2 separate regions of the Muntiacus reevesi genome follow, and region 1 is linked to region 2. A link is a contact called in public Hi-C data. All regions are on one chromosome and are shown on one strand. Each heading gives the region's core, a stretch centred on a gene start, on an enhancer-like site or on the middle of the called end of the contact. The rest is flanking DNA. Distances are from core to core; before and after follow the strand shown. Region 1 holds the start of SMC3 (structural maintenance of chromosomes 3). Region 2 holds the start of SMNDC1 (survival motor neuron domain containing 1).

What was found. Hi-C and Micro-C count contacts between places; a contact is called where the count stands out from the background.
Region 1: a contact with region 2 is called in a Hi-C map of muscle, with 6 times the contacts expected there. The contact joins the promoter of SMC3 here to the promoter of SMNDC1 in region 2. A contact is called at or near these places in 2 of 3 Hi-C or Micro-C datasets (blood and muscle).

What each region holds. Positions count from the first base shown.
Region 1 is chr2:152,973,941-152,981,426 of mMunRee1.1, forward strand. SMC3 (structural maintenance of chromosomes 3) reads left to right here and starts at 1,913. Exons shown (of 29, transcript XM_065923304.1): 1 at 1,913-2,055; 2 at 3,036-3,111. The coding sequence starts at 2,041.
Region 2 is chr2:152,746,757-152,754,169 of mMunRee1.1, forward strand. SMNDC1 (survival motor neuron domain containing 1) reads right to left here and starts at 3,545. Exons shown (of 6, transcript XM_065923302.1): 1 at 3,366-3,545; 2 at 2,048-2,167. The coding sequence starts at 2,167. It overlaps LOC136158317 (a long non-coding RNA gene), which reads left to right and starts at 3,896. Exons shown (of 2, transcript XR_010661326.1): 1 at 3,896-4,060.

The DNA of each region.
Region 1 (7,486 bases), core at 663-3,162, 230 kb after region 2:
TCTCTGCCAAAGGGTGATGTCATATTTGAGGTTATTGATATTTCTCCTGGCAATATTGACTCCCAACTTGCCTTTCATCCAGTCCAGCATTTTGCATGATGTACTCTGTATATAAGTTAAATAAGCAGGGTGACAATATACAGCCTTGAGTACTCCTTTCCCAATTTTAAACCAGTCTGACTATGTAACCTTTCCATACTCAGGGTGGGTGGGTTGAGGGGTAGGGAGAGTGTCACAGTTCTTGAGGCACTAGCCTATCGTGTTCCTTCTTTGCCTGGCAAGTAATAAAGCCATTCTTTCTTTCTCCTCCATAATTCTGTCTCATATTTCTGTTTGGCATTGGTGCACAAAGAGCCAAGATTTTGGCAACAGAGTGGGTAGCCATTTCCTTCTCCAGGGGATCTTCCTCACCCAGGGAACCGGGGACTCCTGCATTACAGGTGGTTTCCTGCATTACAAGTGTATTCTTTACTGTTGAGCCAACAGAGAGCCCTCATAATATAGTCTGGAGTCGTTAATTCTCTTATCACTGAGCAGATTATGATGCTGGTCCCCTATATTGATATCAAGCTTCTCATATCTGGGAAGGAGGACCTGACAGGTATACTCTGGATACTCTCTGGAAAGGATCCAGAATCCACTATTGTGGCATAAACATTATTTAAGGCTGAAAGTATGAGTTTCTGAAATCTCTTATCTGCCTTTCAAAAGAGCTTAAAAAAAAAAAAAAAAGAGCTTAAAATAACACACTTGCCATAAATCCTCTCCCTGGGAATACACGGGGAAGTCTGACTCATCACTGAAGTAATACTCAAAATATTACTACTAGCGACTTCCATCTCTTCTCCTAAGGGCCGGTTTGACTTTCCTAAAAGTCGTGTTTTCCCTGAAGTGCTCTTTCTCTTTCCCTTGCCCCCTTCTAATAAGTCATTTGTTTTCCCTTAAGTGTCCTTGTCCTTTTCATCTATTTAAAAGGTACATAAAGTCTTCTTCCAGCACCAAGAGGTGTTGACAGGGATGAAGTTAGTCATTTGAAATAGTTCAACGTAGAAACAATCAGCGTTAGAACTGCCCGCCGTAGCGGGACGGGTGGCGAGGACCGACCAATTTGAGTGACTGCCGAGTGGCAGGTAATTTTACAGCGGCCCAGAGATCCGAGTTTTTCTCCTGCGATTGAGGCAGATCAGATACGCCCAGGGTTGCCACTAGCACCTCCAAGCTTTTAGGCTCTTAGGAAAAAAGGCGGGGGAGGGGTTTTAATCTTAACTAAATCTTTGCGTTGCAGTCGTCCAGTCTGCCTAGATTTATAGCAACTGACAGAGCAGTAACAGCTCCGGGATATTAATAACTATGACAATATTAAAATTAATTTTCTAGCGTCAAGTCCATTTGGGGCTATCCTGACAGTGGGGAGTCCAGAGCCAGTGGGAGCCATTCAAAATTTATACAAAAGAGAGAATAATAGAGGACCAGGGATTCTGCCCACCGAGTTTCTCCCCCGGTCCTGCACTCTACAGGTTCGGGCAGCCGCGCCGCCCGCCGCTGCTCGCTATTTTCAAACAGCGCGAGACCACGGGGCCATCAACTCGCACCGCTACTGGCGCTTGGACACCCTCTCAGCTTTGGCGCCGAACCTTTCTCCACCTTGTGGCCGCAACCATTGGCTGCGCGCTCGGAGGGAATACAGGTCAATCTCACGACCAAGGCTTTTCCGAATGAAGTTTCCGACTAATTCTCAGGAAAAATTCACCTAAAAATTGAGGAGTCACATGAAATTCAGCTAACGACATCGTAGAAGGATCTTCTGCTAAAAAGACAGAGCAGATCTGACTCTGATTCCCCCACGCTCCGAGGGAAGCTGCGAGGGTGGTTCCGTCCAAGGCGGGGACTCCGCCTCCCTGGGCGCCGCCATTTTGTTTGGCTAGAGGGGTGCAAGCGGCGCTTTGGGGGGAGGGGTCTCTCAGGCGCCTCACCTAACCCCGAGGCCGAGTTGCTGCTTCTTGAGGGGGAGCGCTTCTCCCCGGCTAGGGGCGCGGAACCATGTACATAAAGCAGGTGAGGCCTGTGCGTTCCTCCCGCCCCTCAGGCGCTCGTGGGGACCGCTCCTTCTGTCGGGGGTGTTGCTTGCAGGGTGGCGCGGGGCTGGACAGAGACTGTGGGGGAGGGGTGCAGCTCGGGGCGCCCGCGGAGAATCGGGGCGCCCCTTTGCAGCCCGAGCCTCTCCACAGGGCGCTTGCCTGAGGGAGGCGGGCTCTCGCGGAGAGAGCTAGAGGGGCTGGCGAGGCGGGCCTTTTGGAGGGAACCGGGCCCTCCCGGGTGGACGAGAAGCAGCTTGGTCCTGCGGGGCTGGCCAGCCCCCTCGCGAGCTTTTTGCGTGGTGTGTGTGGAGAGAGGGTGTCCCCGGCCTGTGGGGTCCAAGCCGGGATGTCAGCTTAGCTAGGGACCTCGCTTCTCCCCGAGTTACCGGAGACGTGAAAGAGTCCCTCCTTCCTGCAGAATGTGGAGCGCCTCCTCATTCCGTTGTTTACTTTCTGTCAAAATGGTCTTCCCGCGCTGGAGGCCACCCCGAAGATGAGCCCATTCACACGCCTTAGGAGAAATTTTTCGGCTGGATGTGTTGGACTCTGAGCAGCCCTGTCCTGGATGGGCGGCTCTGTTTTGGCCAGAGTGTGACTGAAAGGGGCGCCCAGGACCGCTGAGCCCCCCTGCATGCTTGATAGACTTTTATCCGGTCCTGTGATGGTTAGTGTTCCAGCCAGCCTTATACAGTGTATTTGATTTTGAGCGCTCCCTAATAGGCAACTAATTATAACTTCTAAAGAACACTGGCAATGATTACTGATATACGGCAGTTTTGAGATTTTTAAATCATTTTCCAAAATAAATTTTTCTTCTCTGACATGGAAGTTTTTCTATTTGGCATTAAATGGGAAACCAGAAAGGGAAGGAGGGCTAAAGGAAAATATTAGCTTAGAAGTTATTTCTTTTAGGGTGTGTTCTTTCTTTCTGAAAAAAATCTCTCTTCTGTTTGTTAGGTTATTATCCAGGGTTTTCGAAGTTATAGAGATCAAACAATCGTAGATCCGTTCAGTTCAAAACATAATGTTATTGGTAAGTGTTCATGGTTTACTCTGTCGGTTTTATGTCTATATAGTCGTTTAAATTTGCCTATATTAGGCTTAAGGAGACAGGATTTGTCTTGAATATTACATAAATATATATATATTTTTTCTGTATGAATACTTTTATCTGCACTGATGAAGTTGCTTCCTTTTTATGTTTAAAATACTTGGATAAGACAGTCAAAGTATTAATTTTTATTTGGTAGCCTTGTATTTATGTCTCTTAATAGGTTTAAGTTTATAGTGAATGGCACTAAATTTAGCATTTCAGCTATTCTTTGGTATGTCATTTCCTACTTTTAAAATGGTCACTATTACCTTATTTCAAAGATGACCATTCTTTATTCACAAATTAGGTTGTTCTAAGATTTTTTTTTTATATTATAATGTCCAAGGATAGACCATGCAGCTGGGTGGTAAAAGCATAAACTTTGGATCATGGCAGAGTGGGATTCAAATCCCAGTTCTGCCACGTATTCTTCAGACTTCCTGATGCTTCAGTTTTCTCACTTGTGAAGTGGAAATAATGATACATGTTTCTTAGGGCTGTTGGGAAGATTAAATGAGAAAGCAATTATGTGAGTATAAGGGGGCTAATGATGATTGTCCTTCAATATAATAGTTAATGTATAGGTTCTACAGGTGATAGTGATACAGACAGCAAGTGTTTTCTGATCATCTGCTGAGTTTTTAAAGACTAGATGAAATGAGTGCTTCTAGACACCAGAAAAGCATAGAATTGCTATCAACATAGATTTCAGCTGTACACTGTCCTAGTTGGTTTGGTCTGCCACCACAAAATATCGTAGACTAGATGGCTTAAACAACAGGTATTTATTTTTTTCACTGCTCTGGAGAACCTTCGTTTGAACCTCTCCCTCTTGAAAGAGCAGTAGTCCTACCATAAAGGCCTCACTCCTAACCTCATGTAAATTACCTCCCAAAGACCCCCCTCATCTCCAAAAAGCTTCATATAGTGGGGTTAGGGCTTTAACATATGAATTGGGGATCAGGGAGAGTGTGTACCATGGAGTCCGTAGCTTGAGGTGAGGTAAGATTCATACTGTTGACTAAAAAAAAAAAGCACGAGTTGGGAATTAAGTTTTATTTGGGGCAAAATGAGGACTGCAGCCCAGGAGACAGCACCTCAGATAACTCTGAGAGACTGCTCCACAGAGGCCGTGGGAGAAGGTCAGTCTATAAGATTTTGGTGAAGGGGAAGTTCAGTGCATTCAAGCCCTTTGGTTGTTATTCAGTCACTGAGTCGTGTCTGACTTTTTGTGACCCCATGGACTGCAGCATACCAGCCTTCCCTGTCCTTCACTGTCTCCCGGAGTTTGCTCCGACTCATGTCCATCGAGTTGGTGATGTGATCCAACCATCTCATCTCTGTCACCCCATTCTCCTCCTGCCTTCAATCTTTCCCAGCATCGTGGTCTTGTATAATAAGTTGGCCATTCGCATCATATGGCCAAAGTGTTGAGCTTCAGCTTCAACATTAGTCCTTAAAGTGAATATGAATATTCACTGGAATTTGAATTCAATGGATTGATTTTCTTTAGGATTGACTGGTTTGATCTTGCAGTACAAGGGACTCTCAAGAGTCTTCTCCAACACCACAGTTCAAAGGATCAATTCTTTGGTGCTCAGCCTTTATGGTCCAACTCTCAGATCCATAGATGACTACTGGGAAAACCATAGCTTTGACTAGGCAGACCTTTGTAGGCAAAGTAATGTCTGCTTTTTAATATGCTGTCTAGGTTGGTCATAGCTTTTCTTCCAAGAAGCAAACGTCTTTTAATTTCATGACTGAAGTCACCGTCTGCAGTGATTTTGGAGCCCCCCAAAATAAAGTCTGTCACTGTTTCCATTGTTTCCCCATCTATTTGCCATGAAAAGATGGGACCAGATGCCATGGTCATCATTTTTTGAATGTTGAGTATTAAGCCAGCTTTTTCACTCTCCACTTTCACCTTCAGCAAGAGGCTCTTCAGTTCCTCTTCACTTTCTGCCATAAGGGTGTCACATGCATATCTGAGGTTATTGATATTTCTCCCAGCAATCTTTATTCCAGCTTGTGCTTCATCCAGCTGGGCATTTCGCTTGATGTACTCTGCATATAAATTAAATAAGCAGGGTGACAATATACAGCCTTGACGCACTACTTTCCCTATTTTGAACCAGTCCATTGTTCCATGTTGAGTTCTAACTGTTCTAACAGGTTTCTCTGGAGTCAGGTAAGGTGGTCTGGTATTCTCAACTCTTGAAGAATTTTCCAGTTTGTTGTGATCCACACAGTCAAAGGCTTTAGCTTAGCCTGTGAAACAGAGGTGGATATTTTTCTGGAACTCTTGCTTTTCTTTGATCCAGTGGATGTTGGCAATTTGATCTCTGGTTCCTCTGCCTTTTCTAAATCCAGCTTGAACATCTGGGAGTTATCCGTTCAGGAGAACTGAAGCCTCTCTTGGAGAATTTTGAACATTACTTTGCCAGCGCTTATTTGACACAAAGTTTTCTGCTAGTCAAGAGGAGCGGATGTCATCATGAAGAGATTTAGCTATTTTCTAGATATGAAGAGATGCAGGGATTGGGATCGTGAAATCAGTTCCTGAAAATATCAATCTGAAGACCTGTTGCACCAGTTTCCCTAGTGGGAAAGTGAGAGTGAGCAGAGAGTGCCTGACTTTCCGCCCTGAATTCAGCTCGGGGTGTTGAAGGTCAGCAGCTGCAGCAGCATGGGGTTCCATCTTTGCAGAGGCAAATGGCAAATGCCCTTGTTGTTCTGTTGCTGGCAAATGCTCTTGGCAAGTGCCAGTTTAGTTGACAATACAGAAATAAGTTAAGGGTGAACAGTGAATACTGATGTTCCCAGAGAAACTTTTGAGAATCTATTTTATTTTGAAATACATAATAAAATTTAAAAATTGAGGGCAAGAGAAAGCCTGCCTTTGAAGCATGAGTTGCAGCTTTGTAGTTGGTAATAAAAACATACTTTTCCTTCTGCCTTAACCTACTGAAAAATCATTAATTGGTGTGCTATAAGAACAGATTGATTGTACTGGAGTTTTACTTAACATTTTGATTATAAGTGTCTTCTGATTTTCATCAATCAGAAAATCTTTAGAAATGGAGAAAAGTGAGTAATTACTAGATATAGATTATTTCCTTAACTTATAACTTAAAAGTGGTTAAATATCTTAATATCAGTTTTATACAGTTATAGTTTTTCCTTGGTATCTTGGATGCATGACTAAAACTTGTTATCAAATCATAGTCTTGTTATCAAATCTATGCATATAACCTAAGCATATCCCTAGATTACTTGTAATATAATGTAAATGCTATGTAAATAGCTATAAATACAATGTACATCATGTGTAAATAGTTGCCAGCTTGTGGCAAATTCTGGTTTGTTTTTAGAACTTTCTGAAACCGCCCCCTGCCCCCTGTCTGTGGTTGATTAAATCCTTAGGTTTGGAACCCAGAAATTTGGAATTTGGAGGACTGACTGTAATTTTATAAATGAACTGTAAGATGATGGCCATCATTACCTAGAATGATTAAATTATATCTGTAGGGCCTCATATCAGGTAGCTATTTTACTACTTTGGTTGCAACATTAGGATTGTTAATAGCCACAGTTACAAAGGAAATTATCTAAATGTTCTTTTGTTTAACTGAAAAAAAAAACCCCATGATATTGTTTAATGTATTTTAAAAACAAGTCCCTTAATCATGTAAAAAAGACCAAAAGTAATATACACTGAGATTGATCCTAAACATATCTTTTGAAAGCTTTGTTTAATGATTTTTGACCCTTGTAAAAATAATGATTTGAAGGCAGGGAGATACCCCGTGTGCTGATACTTATTTGATGTTTAAATGTAATAACCATAAATGTTTTTGAAGTTATCTTTTTTCCTATCCTTCTAACAAAAGAAATATACGTGTCTTTGTAGAACATAAAGAGCACAGAAGCTAAAAGGAAAAAAAATTAAACTGTAGTCATTCTACCCAGAGATAGCTATTCTTACTGTTAATGATCTATACTTTATACTTGAGTTAGTCCTGCTTTCCTGGAAAACAGAGCTCTAGGCCTGCTTAGCTGCTGAGGCTTTAATGGGAGAGTGCAGTTTGAGGGCAAGAGTGAGGGGAGAAGTGGTCATACCTTTATAAAGCAGATAAATCTGGTTTGCGGTCGCATTGGATAACTTCCAGACAGATTTTGTGTAGCCATCTTATATAATCACAGTATAGTTATCAATGTCAGTAAATTTAGCATCAATACAGTAATCTTTTATTTTTATTTTCTAGTTATGTTGATTGACCCAGAAATGTTCTTTATAACATTCCCCCCCTCTAGC
Region 2 (7,413 bases), core at 2,295-4,794:
GTTCAAAACCAAACCTATATCTAGTAACCAAAATCGTTGCTTTTTTCCACGAGAGGAAAAATTTTGAGGTCAAGGTTGGTTGGGAAAAACACTCTCTGTTATTGCTAACTGAAGTGTTAGAGAACATACGCTTCTAAATCTGTGCCATCTGATATGGTAGCCGCATATGGTTACTTAAATAAAATTAAAAATTCAGTTTTTCAGCTATCCTAGTCTTATTCCAAGTATTTGATAGCCCATGTACCTAGCAGCTATAATATTGTACAGCAGATATAGAACATTTCCATATTGGACAATGTTTTTCAAAATGTTTATTTAAAAAAGAATAGTTTACAGAACTACCTCCAGGTCATTATTAACTGAACTCTAAGTAAGCCATTTACCTGGTTACTACAATGCCTACAACAATGGTCTCCCTTCCTACAGTATTTCCACTATAGATCATGGCCTAACACAATTCTGCCCAGACTCTGAAATGTATTTCAGAAATACTAAAATACCAAGACTCATAATAATGCTGTCTTCACTCCCAACTCCCCCCTTCACCAGTTCCACATATACCCCTCCCTCTTACTGCCAATTAAATACAAGAAGCAATGTATACAACATTGACACAATGTTTCATTTTCTTCAAAGAAAAAAGGACTGCTTTTAAGTTGCTTTTTAATACAAGAGAGAGAGAGATGGGGGTAGGTCAGGCTCTCTAAGGCAAGCAGAAAGTTGGCCTGAGATGAGAGAAACTGCTCCCAAAACATCTTTTTCTTACTGACTGGCTCCCTGAAATTCACTGGCCTGACTACTACGTACTGATGAGAGGCCTTGGTTTCTGTGTTTTTTGTTTTTTTTTTTAAATAACATACAATTGCAACTTCATGCATGTCTCATGCACGTCTATCCTAAATCCAGAAATTGAACCTGAAAATATTCAACTCATTTAAATTATGTCCAGGTAAGCTCTTTTAGAATTGTGAGTCTCTTCCCCATTTCAAATAAGTTTTGTTTTGTTTGCAGTTCTACAATCCCTAAAATATTGATAGTTTTAATTGGCAAGAGGATGATATTAAATGGAGAGAAATGATATGCAGCATGAAGATGATCTGAGTTGTTTTGAATCAGTGAAGATAAGTCATCTAATCAAAACATCTTTTAAAACTCTCCAAAAAATCAGATTCAGAATTAGATGAAAAGCCATAGATATTTACAAATATTATATATGGTGTTTTTATTAATCAACCTAGTGTTGTAAGAAACAACAGATATTTACTTCTATGGCTTTATGTTTGTCTTGAAACCCCAGAGCAAGTTTTAAAAAGCTGGTTTCATACTTACTGCTCTTCCAGGACAAAAAGAACACATTAAATTAAGATCGCCTTTTTACATAGGTTCGGTTTAATTTCAAGTTGCTAACAAGTGTCAACAATTACATATAAGACTTAGCCTTAAGTTCAAACATTATGTAACATTTATGCAGAAAACAAACATCTCTTTAGGGATTTTTATACTGAGTTTTCAACACAGGGACTAGAGCTAGCTTTGTTACACTTACACACACACAGGATCTCTGGCATGGGTGCTCTATTTCATTTTCAAAGAAATCTTGCGGCATTGAAAAGAATTTGATACAACCTGATTAGGTTATATTTTCCTCCTTTAATTTTAGTTATCCTTTGAAGTAAAATTCATTTTCCACGTCTTGAAAAACAAATGTTATCCACTATCAAGTTATATGTTATCTCTTTCTCTAGAGTGATAGTGACTTATAAAATTAACTCTTACTTTTAAGAATTGTAAGAGCATATAACGGTGACACAACAAAGAACTATGTTTCAACTGTTTTGAGGTACACAAACGAAGGAAGCAATCCTTCTCCTAGAAGCCATGTATGCCTCTGTGCGTGCACACATGTACACACAAGGGGTGTGAAGGGGAGAAACACTCCCTCCAAAGGTATTTTGGGTACCCACAGATTCTAGGCGATAAGCCACTTATAAGCCACAGAAATACTCCTTTCAAGCAATGAAATTATTAAGTACCGCCCCATACTTACTTGTAAATCTTTCTTTAATTTTAGTAAATCTTCATTTTCTCCATTTCCAGACAGCGCAGCCTCAACTTGCTGGAGTTGAGCTTTGTAGCTTGCCAGCTGCTTTGCTAGATCCTCTGACATCTGGTGAAAATAGAGTAAAGTCATTAAAACAGAACTAAAAAACCAAAACAAAAAAAAATTTTTTTTTGGTCGGCCTGAATTAACCCTTACCAATTTTTTCCCAACTCCTTATTATAATTCACTGCAGCATAATTTATTACTAATACCTTTACTTGCAGTTCAGAGAAAAGCTGTGCACCAAACCACAAACTTCAAGTATTCTGAAGATTATAAACATGTAAGATATATTCCATATAGCAACAGAAAACGAGATAAGGTAAAAAAGGAGAATAATTTCTAATTTTCTTTAAACTATTAACAGGGAAGAGACATTGTGTTAGGCTCAAGGCAAAGGACTGTTATATCATCACCAAAAAATAAAACAGAAGGAACTAAACAGTTGACAGAATTGAAAAAATAAAATAGGCACTAAACTGTTGAGTTGAGGCTTCCGATTTTTAAGGGCTACAAAGTACTTCGAAAGCCAAATATAAATGGCTTTGGATTAACTACACAAATAACTTTCTCCACAAAAGCTATAATACGAGTGTTTAGAAACTTCTTCACAGTGCAAAAACCTTTCACCCAGTCACTTAAATACTGCCAATGCATTTTTCCGCAGTAAAAGAAACATCACAGATACTCTCCAGTTTACGCAATCTAAAGTACGTGCCTTTCACCAAATCCAGCTCTACTTTTGAAAATAAGACCAGAGAGAATTCTTCCTCGCATTATTAGCAAACGTACAGGGTTTCCGAGACCCGTCTGTGTTACAAATCCGGCCAACCACAGCCCGGAGCCTGGAAGGACTTCAAAAGGGTTTGTGCAAGCCAGGCTGCTCCCCTTCAATCACCCTACACCTCAAAGCCCGCCACAACTAGCTCGACCATTTCAGACCTCGAAATTCCAACAGCTTCCAAGGAAACCAAAAACAAGAACGGAGCCGAGGACCCAGGAGCCGGAGCCCCACCCGCAAACAGGCTCCGCAAAGAAGGGCCGAAGGCGTCCTTAAGATGCCTCCCGCAACCCAACCCCACCCGTCGGGTTTCCGCGGCTAGCCCAACTCCGTTCAGGGACGCTCAGGGCTCAACTCTGCGTGGAAGAGGAGGCCGGCGCCCGGGCGTCTCCATCGCAGCCTCAGCCTCTGGCCTCCGGTTCAACTCGTGAGAGAGAGGTCGAGGCCCAGCGAGGCCTCACTGTCTCTCCCTCATCGCGTTACCTTGTGTGGGGTTGGGAGAGTGGCGACGGGAAGGGGTAAGGGGCAAATGAGCCCAGCGGTGCCAGCAACAGCAGCAGCAACAAAAAAGTCCGCGTCGACAACTAGTTAACCCGGGGTAGAAACTCGGATCTCAACCGGGAGTGAACTGGAGAAGACTAAAGCCGGGGACTGAAGGAGGTATAGAAGAGGCGGGTGAAGTCTCGCGAGAGGTTAAAAAAAATCCTCGCGAGATCTCTCTCGAGTCACGTGATTCCTAGCGCCCTCTAGGCCGCCGGTCCTTAATCACGTCAGGGAGGTGAAGTGGACCGCGCGGGGAACCGGGGGAGGCGGCGGAGGGGTGAGGCGGGGTGGGGGCGGGGGGGTGGGGAGACGGAGAGGGAGGCGGCGGCGGGGGGAGGCGGGGTGGGGGCGGGGGGGTGGGGAGACGGAGAGGGAGGCGGCGGCGGGGGGAGGCGGGGCGGGTCTCATAGGTAGGAAATGACGTATTGGGATGCGCCAGGCGCCGGATGTAGGTTCGTTTTATCTTAGTTCCGGCTCGGAATGGGGAATCTGTTTGGTTATTTTATGTGTGGGCGCATTCCGGCGGATCCTGAGGTTCCCAGGGTGCTGGGTGGCGGAAAGAACTGGGTCTAATGCAGTATTCATCCTAGAGGTTGGTTCTCAGAGTTTGGTCCCAGCACCATCAGCTTTGCCTGGTATTTATTTTTTACAGTAATTTATAATTTATTGCAAAAATAATGCACTATAAATACATACTTTCAGTACCCACCTCAGACCTTTGAATCAGAAACGTTGAAGATGGGCTTAGCAGCCTGTTTCAGTAAGCCTTCTAGGGGATATGAATGTCCGCTCAAGTGTGAGAAGCACTCTACTTCATTTTAATAAAATAGTAAAATTCTTAATGGCAACAGAAAGCAGATTAGATTGTGGCAGAACCTGCTGGACAGTAGATTAGATTATTTAAAACCTATTTTGACTTTTCGAGGGTGGTTACCCAGGCTGTGGACCGCCCCAGGAGCAGGAGCTGTGTATCCTCCCCTTTTCCGTTTACCGTTGTAAACAAAGGCCTTTTGTACCATTAAAAAAACACACACAAAAAAAACAAAACTTATTTTGTAAGCACTTACTGGTTTTAATTAAGTTATATAGGTTAATGCCACCCGCAAGGGAACAGTCTTCAAGTTAACAATCTTAAATATAAGTAGATTGTGTAAGCACTTAATGTTTAAAAAGAGATGTGTATTAAGTGTAATAATATATACTATTTATGGACGGGTACACAAATCTATCTAGAGATTTGGAATGGAACCCAAATGTTTTCACTGATTATTCTTCCTACTTTTAATCTTTCCCCCATACGTGTGTAATTTTTTCCAAAAAAAAAAAAAAAAAAAACCTAACTGAAAAGACCTGAGACACGAAGAGGCTCTATGAATGTCAGGAAAGAAAGTTCCCTGTTTTGTTTTTGTACAAACACACACATCCCTCATTGAGTCAGAGAACCTGTAGAGATGAAACCAGGTTAGGTTTGTGGCAGTCAACTTGTAAGAATTGAAAATGCTGCAGGGGGCAGCCACGTGTAGCTAGAATTAAGAATGAAGACAAACCAGAGGGGATGTACTTTATTAGAAATATGTTAAAAACACGATGTAGTTTTTGACAGTTGCTCTTATTTTAATCGTATATTTTAAGAGCTAACGGCAGGAGGATCTTCCTTGAAAATAAACTTTACAGCTGTGTAAGTTTGTCACATAGGAACTCTTCATGAACCCCCTAGATCAGAGAATAGGACAATATGTATAAGCTCCAGTGAAGTGTTTTGATAACTTTTTGTTTTTAGCATTGCTTTTAATCTCTCCTTCTGTGCAACATTGAGTATATTTGAAAAGGAGAGTTATACTGAATGTTATTAGTTCCCACAAAGAGATAACAGTTGTGTGTGCCAGGCAGCATTATAAACTCTACATATATTCATTGATTTTTCACTGTGATTTGGTGTGTTTTTAAAGACAAAACTGAAGCAAGTATAAGCTTTGACTAAGTCTGCTACTTCAAATAGGTGTCCTGACTTACCACCTCCTTTGAAGTGTCAGAATCCTCTTTCAGTGTTGGATTTTTCTTAAAACATTCTGACTCAAAATTGAATCATGTTTATTCTTCAAAAAGAACAGTATCTAAAACCTCTAGTTCTTTAAACCTGGTATTTATTTTAATGAACTCAGTAAGTAAATAAAATTTAAAGATGCCACAGCTATTTCCTTTCACTCCTAAAGAAAATTAAAGCATAGCCATGCCTTTGAAAATGCACCAACTCTTTCCAGAGCGTAAAACTATGCAGTAAATTCATACATTAATACATGTTGGTTAAATGGGACATTGCATTCTTTAGCTTAGCTTTTATCATATCTCTTCACTAAAGTAGCCCCAGATTTTCCTACATTTTTGCTCTCTGTACAGATGCCTAATGTGATGAGAGATGTGCACATAGTAATGATAACAATACCCTTTGCCCTTTTTAATCATAAGTGTTTTGAATGTTGACATGGGGATTTGTTGCAGGGCAAGCTATTGGCTTTTTCTGCCTATTGAGTATTTGGGGCGGGGGGGGGGGGGTTACAGTGCATTCAGAACATATCCTGGGATGACTCTTAGGTGGTATCCATTTAAGTTTGATGGATAAACAGCCTTGCTGATGAATACAGTTGCTCACCCATCAGAGCAATCCTGATTTGTTCAGTGTAATATGCATTGTCTTGCTAGTCTTAAGATGTACATTTTCAGCCATTCTGTATTTCACGTGTACCATCAGAGAACAGAAAGCACGCCTCTGAAAACAGAAAACAAGGATTTGTTCAGTTTGAAAAGATGATAGTCTGAGACTTTAAAAGGATCAGAAATAAGAGAGTCATCGAAGTTCTTCAGTTCTATTTGAAAGTGATGTTTAACTGTACCCCTATTTTCTCAGTTTAACTGTACTCCTATTTTCTCAGGAATATATTCTGAGGGTAAAAAGAACAGAAACAAAAAAGTCTCAAACATCACAGATTTATTGCTAATAGTAGTATTGGTAAGGTAAGATAATTTTAAAACTTTTATGTCTACTCTAGATAAAGTTAATAATTAGTAAGTTTTGTTAGTTAAAACTCTAATAAGAGGGAACAAATATTAAATAAGAGGGGAAAATATTAAATAAAAGAATTTTTTTGTGTGTAAAGTCCTCTGGTGTTAAATTTGAATTTTGAATATATATTTATATATCTTAGAAGTAATGTTACCCTAGTGGAGGGTGCCCATATCTTGATACCTAAATACCATTCCCCATGAGAGGAACAGTATTTCTTGGAAAAATTATGGATTTAGGGTCTCAGGCCAGAAAGTACAAGAGTACAAATCTGAGCCTGGAACATCTGACCAGAAAACAAGGAAGTGCCCCAAAACAATAATCCTAATAAGGATCAAGTAAAAAACTCACAGAGCCCAGCTTGAGGGGACTGCACTGGCCAAAGATGAGTCAGTCTTGACATTAAAAGAATAATGACTATGATCAATTATCAAATCATTCAGTCAGTTCAGTTTGGTTGCTAAGTTGTGGTGGACTCTTTGCAACCCCATGGACTGCAGCATGCCAGGCCTCCATGTCCATCACCAACTCCCTGAGTTTACTCAAATTCACTTCCATTGACTCGGTGATGCCATCTAACAATCTCATCCTCTGTCATTCCCTTCTCCCACCTTCAATCTTCCCCAGCATCAGGGTCTTTTCAAATGAGTCAGTTCTTTGCATCAAGTGGCCAAAGGATTGGAGTTTCAGCTTCATCAGTCCTTCCAATGAATATTCAGGACTGATTTCCTTTAGGATGGAATAGTTGGATCTCCTTGCTGTCCAAGGGACTCTCAAGAGTCTTTTCCAGCACCACAGTTCAAAAGCAACTCTTCGGTGCTCAGGTTTCTTTATACTCCAACTCTCACATCTGTACGTGACTACTGGAAAAACCATAGCTTTGACTAGATGGACCTTTGTTGGCAAAATAATGTTTCTGCTTTTTAA